Linked DNA regions of Mus musculus: region 2 is linked to region 1. The links are chromatin contacts, called in public HiChIP or PLAC-seq maps. All regions are on one chromosome and are shown on one strand. The core of a region is the stretch at or near the end of the contact, and the rest is flanking DNA. Distances in the headings are between cores, read along the strand shown.

Evidence for each region. HiChIP or PLAC-seq counts read pairs in DNA pulled down with a chosen protein or histone mark.
Region 2: a contact with region 1 is called in an H3K27ac HiChIP or PLAC-seq map of the HPC-7 cell line, with 5 times the contacts expected there. The contact joins the enhancer-like site here to the promoter of Rcbtb2 in region 1. A contact is called at or near these places in 10 of 484 Hi-C or Micro-C datasets (CD4 T cells, bone marrow-derived macrophages, embryonic stem cells and 2 more), 14 of 115 datasets of contacts at active chromatin or transcription factors (CD8 T cells, the HPC-7 cell line, the SCID.adh cell line and 10 more) and 4 of 9 other capture datasets (adipose tissue, bone marrow-derived macrophages, liver and 1 more).

The regions. Positions count from the first base shown.
Region 1 is chr14:73,141,239-73,143,938 of GRCm38.p6, reverse strand. It overlaps Rcbtb2 (regulator of chromosome condensation (RCC1) and BTB (POZ) domain containing protein 2), which reads right to left and starts at 1,429. Exons shown (of 15, transcript NM_001170694.1): 1 at 1,346-1,429.
Region 2 is chr14:73,174,656-73,177,355 of GRCm38.p6, reverse strand. Rcbtb2 (regulator of chromosome condensation (RCC1) and BTB (POZ) domain containing protein 2) reads right to left here. Exons shown (of 15, transcript NM_001170694.1): 13 at 222-361. Among named protein-coding and RNA genes, the nearest start is that of Gm52109, 9.5 kb to the right of the region's middle. Within about 2 kb of position 1,360, at least 123 of the 459 cell types and tissues checked have an H3K27ac peak or open chromatin away from gene starts, as enhancers often do. A contact at or near this core is called in CD8 T cells, the HPC-7 cell line, bone marrow-derived macrophages and 4 more, where this site is marked.

The DNA of each region.
Region 1 (2,700 bases), core at 180-2,679:
AAGTGGCCCAATGTGGCCAAGCTTAGTCCGTGCAGCCAGGGCAATCTCAGGGTGTGCAAGGGAGCAGCACCTCGGTGTCCTCTGCTACAGTCCGAGTTAAATCTTTACCTTGTAAAGAAAGGCAAAAAGGCGGCTGGAAGCCTAGCTTCAACTCAGGCGGAAGTTCCATCGCCGCCAAGAAGGGGCATCGGGAAAAGTTTTTCACCTCTAAACTCCTCCACTTCCGGCCTCAGCAACGCCCAAAGGACTGAAAACCCTTAGGACAGCCAGGCCTTCCCAGCCATCCCTCCACTTCGGGGACCAAAGGCCTAAAGCGTGTGCCGCCATGGGGTCGGCGAGGCGGCTGCGGGCGGGAAAGAGCGGAAAGTCCTGGAAACGTCACCGCTAGCTCGCGCCGCGTGCACGGGAGGGTTGGAGACACCAGGGGCAGGGGTTCCCCCAACTGGAAGCGGGAACCCCACAGCCGTGGCCTCGGGGCGACGCACAAAACGGACCCCGGGCTGGGCCTGCGCGCATGCGCACCGCTACGCGGTCCCAGGGCCCGGGAAGGGACGTGAACCCAGAGCTACCCCAGCGACCTGGTCCACGGGCTCGCGCGTGCGCGCCGGGCCCCGGCCCGGGTGGGTTGGCGCTGCGCCCTGCCCCCGCAGCGGCTGCGCACCGGGCCGGGCGCAGGGTGAGGCCTCCGCCTGGCCTTCGCCCCCGGGACTCGCCCGCCCACCCGCGCCTGCCGCCCACACGCAGGCTTACCTCCGCGCCGCGCGTCCTTTCCGCTCCCCGGCAGCGGGGACTGCTCGCCCGGGGCCAAGAACAGCAGACACTTGGCGCCTCCCCCTGAAGCGGCCCGGCCTGGCGGGCTGAGCTCGAGTTCAGCCGTGCGGGGAGGAGGGGGCCGCGGGAGCGAGAAGAGAAACCAGAGGAGGAGGAGAGAGTTCAAGGGAGCGAGGGAAGGGGAAGGGGACAAAGAGAAGGGAGGGGGCTGCGCGCTGCGCCCCGCCTCCCTCCTCGGCCGGGATCGGCGACCCTGGCCTCTCTGGGGACCCTGTGCTGGACCCCGCTTTCTAGCTTAGTGCCCCGATTTCGGGGAAGCTGTGTCTCTCTGGTTTTAGGTCTTACATTCAAAGGCGCTGGTTTTCCTGCTTGCTGCGAAATAAGAGGCTAATTGCATTCTGTGCGCGCTAGTCCAGTCTTAGCAACTCCATCCAGGAGGCCCACCTCATTGTCTCTTGTTTGAGGGCCCAGAGAGCTGTCCGACTTTAAAATGAAGGAAATCCTGTCACCTGGGACGATCTGGAATGAACCTGGAGGATGTTAAGCAAAGTAGACATACAGCACAAATACTTACGGATCTCATTAAGGAGCACTGAAAAAGTCAAGTCGCACCAACAGAAAGTAGAGAGGTGGTTACTGGGACTAGGGAGAAGGGAGCCTGTGGGGCTAGTGATCAAATTTCAGTTAGGAGGAGCAAGCTCAGAAAGAAGGCTGCTATGCTACATAGTGGCTACAGTTATGAGCAGTGTGCACTAGAAAGTCCTAAGAGAAGAGATAATGTTATGGCTTTGAAACAGGGGCTCTGTATTAGCCCAAGTTAGCCTCAAACATCGTAGCCTCCATCCCTCCTCCTCTTGCTTGATCTTTGCCCTCACATTATATACATACATTAAAACATTGTGCTATATATAATAAATATATACACATATATATGTATGTGTTTATATATATATATATATACACACACATCAGTTTAGGGGAAGACAATGGAGATTTGGGTAATTTGCCTTGGGCCATATGATTAGAGATGACTCAAATCCATCTCTTCATTCCACAGGGCTTCTTTTACCTCTTGACCATGTGGTTTCTTTCCAAATGACTTTAAAAAGTGGGTCAGATAATGAAGGCCTTAGCAGTGTAACTGCAAGCTGGGTCACAGGATCCACAAAGGGCTTTTTGGAAGAGGCGGGCTTGATCCCCTCTTTGTCTTGAGCAAGTTCACGGTTCCTGAGGCTGAAAGTTCAGCTTAGGCTAAACAACAGTCTGTGAACTTATTATAACAATGGGCTGGGCTTAAAGAGAAAAGAAAATGAAGTTAGGACTAGATGTGGAAGGCCAGAAAAAAGTGTGAGGTTGGTGTGTCACGTAATAATTTATGGGCCCAAAATCTTTGCCTTTAAAATAGAGCATTTTACTGTTTAATATCTCACAAAGCATGTTGATAAAACCTGACAAAGATGACATATTGTTTTAATCCTAAATAAAATGTCATCAAATAGGATCCAACAACAAATACCATGATCAATGCAGGGATTGTTTCAGTGGTATAAATATGTTACAATGTAAGAAAGTTAGTCTTATAAGTAAGTCAAAGAAGTAGGCATGTTTTGGTTAGCCATTTAAAGTGATAGAGAATTCAACAGTCCTTTTGTTCAAAGTAAGTGGCTATATTCACTCAATAATAAACCTCTTAAGAGTATATCTAAGCCCGGGGTGGTGGCACACGCACGCCTTTAATCTCAGCACTCGGGAGGCAGAGGCAGGTGGATTTCTGAGTTCGAGGCCAGCCTGGTCTACAAAGTGAGCTCCAGGACAGCCAGGGCTACACAGAGAAACCCTGTCTCAAAAATCCAAAACGAAGAAACAAACAAAACGAACAAACAAGAGTATATCTAAGAAGTACAGGGATACAGTTGCTGCATCCCCATG
Region 2 (2,700 bases), core at 111-2,610, 33 kb before region 1:
ACAAGGGAAGTCTGCGTTCTGGGCCTGAGGGTGTAGCTCAGTGGCAGAGTCTGAGAAAAGGCAAATGCTACATCCAAGGACCAAAAAGAGAAAAGCGCAGGCTCAACATCACCAGAAGAGCTCCTGCAAACATCGCAGTGTCTGTCTCCTGGCCTGGAAAGAAGCCACCTTCCTAATTATTCAACATTTGCCAACTTGGTGGTAAGGTCTCTGATGATTACCTACTGCCTCCTCAGGAGATAGGCTGATGTTATCTGTGTATAGATACTCCAGGAAAGCTCGGAACACAGGATACGAAAACTCGCTCATTTCTACAATATCGTCTTCACTGTCTTCTAATGAAGAACGAAAATGTTCACACCTGAAAGAAGAAAGGAAGATCATAGCCCAGGTTCTAGACTGGAGTCAAGGGACTACCTGAGGACTTTCTCTTGAAGCTGTATACCTTTCCTGTTTGCTAGTCTGTCAAAACTTGGTCCCAGGGTAGCAATAATAGGAGGTGGTAGAACCTTTAAGAGGTAGGGTTAGAGAAGGGAACTTAGTGTGGGGTCTATCACTGGGGCAATGCACTGAAGGGGACTTATGGAGACCAAGCTCCTCTTTGACCCCTGATTTGTGACAGTAGTAGGGTGGTTCCAGTAGGCAGTTCCCACCAAGATATGGTGCTTTTCAGGAGGCCCCAAACAAAACCTCCAAATCAACCCCAAGCCAGGGTAAGCTTTCAAGCTGGAGTTACAGTTCAGCCGCACCAAGTAAGCAAATAACCTTTATGTCAGTTACTTATCTCAGGCATTTTCGTACAGGCACAGAACACTGCCAAAAACCTTGTCATTGCCTTGGCTCCTTGCTTTTCAATTGCCTAATCGGCAAGACTGCAAATGCAGCCTGCTGCTGCTGCTGCTGCTGCTGCTGCAGGTGGCCCAGGCATCTGACTCTACATTGCAGCCTACTGCTGCTGCTGTGGGCGGCCCAGCAGCTGACTTTACAATGCAGCCTGCTGGACTGGGGGAGACGGGGGATCTCTGGCCTCCTTCTCACACTGTCTTTACTGATAAGTATTGTTTTTATAACTGATTAATTATGTCTCTTTACTCCATTCTGTCTGAATTATGTCCCTAAAAGTTCCTAGTAACCGACAATGTGAACTTATGTGAAGACAGGCTCTTTACAAAAATCATCATAAGCCAAGTCACTGTGGTAGACCCCAAGGCAATCAGACAAAGGAGAAGCCTGGGACACAGGCAGACTCGGAGAATGCTACGTGTCATGCCTCAGAAAGAGGAAGATTGCCACAGACCACCACAAGCTCAAGTGTAGGCCTGGTTCTTCTCCCTGCCTCAGAGAAAACACCATACTGCTCATATGATAAAGTGCGTTGTCATGGTGTAGGCTGAGCGTGTTCAGTGTTTGCTCTGTCACAGTAAACTAAACCCCCATTTCCTTCGTGAAAGTAGAGGCTCCGTGGTGAGAGTGAACCAGGTGGCACTATGTGACCTTTCAGAATGGGAACTTGAGACCAAAATACCATATTGGGTTTCTGAGTCACGGAAAGAGGGTTTCAATATCTTTGACACAGTGGCAACACAGTCCCAGATCATCATGTTAGGAAGGAAAGAGGCAGGCAGGAAAGAAGAGATGCTATATAATTTCATACATATGAGCTTCTAGAACATGCGTAGTGTGTATGAAAGGAAAAAATCATTGGCTGCTCAGTATGGGACTTAGGATCTTTGGGGAAGGACAGATTTTTCTATCTGAAGGTAGGGTGGTGGCTTCATAGACTGTGACATGGAACAAAGATAAGGTGAATATCATGCACTGCTCACATAAATAAATGTAATTTATTTACATTTATAAATGTAAATGTAAGAAGTGTGATTTAAAACATTTTTGTGTTGGCATCACCCAGGTCCTTCTTGGTCTGGAAAAACCACTTTTTTTTTTCTCCAGCATGGCTGTATCCGAATCCAGCTGTGTTCAGGACTGTCTGTAGGGCTGTCTGCAGGGCTGTGTTCAGGGCTGTCTGCAGACCTGTGTTCAGGGCTATCTGCAGGGCTGTCTGCAGGCCTGTGTTCAGGGCTGTCTGCAGGGCTATCTACAGGGCTGTGTTCAGGGCTGTCTGCAGGGCTATCTGCAGGGCTGTGTTCAGAGCTATCTGCAGTGCTGTGTTCAGGACTGTCTGCAAGGCTGTGTTCAGGGCTGTGTTCAAGACTGTCTGCAGGGCTGTGTTCAGGGCTGTCTGCAGGGCTGTGTTCAGGGCTGCCTGCAGGGCTGTGTTCAGGGCTGTCTGCAGGGCTGTGTTCAGGGCTGTCTGCAGTGCTGTGTTCAGGGCTGTCTGCAGGGCTGTCTGCAGGGCTGTGTTCAGGCCCCAGGCAGTAAAGTTAAATCAGAGCATCTGGCTCTGTTCCAAGGGCAAAACTTATTTATTCAGCACTAAGCTACAGCCAGAACTTCCATGGCTTATTCCCTGAACAAACCCAGTACTTGTGGCCCACCTTGCCTTCCACATCTTGTCTCATTCCCCCACTCCTACCCCATTGACACTGTGTGCTTTAAGGGCACAAACAGCCTCATCAGAGCTGCCTCTTAATTACTCAAGTGTCTGGCACAGTTCCCTTACTCAAGAGTCAGGATATCTGAAGTGATTGATAAATGAATTAATTTCACTCCTCAAAAGAGACCAGCTCTTACGAATTATTT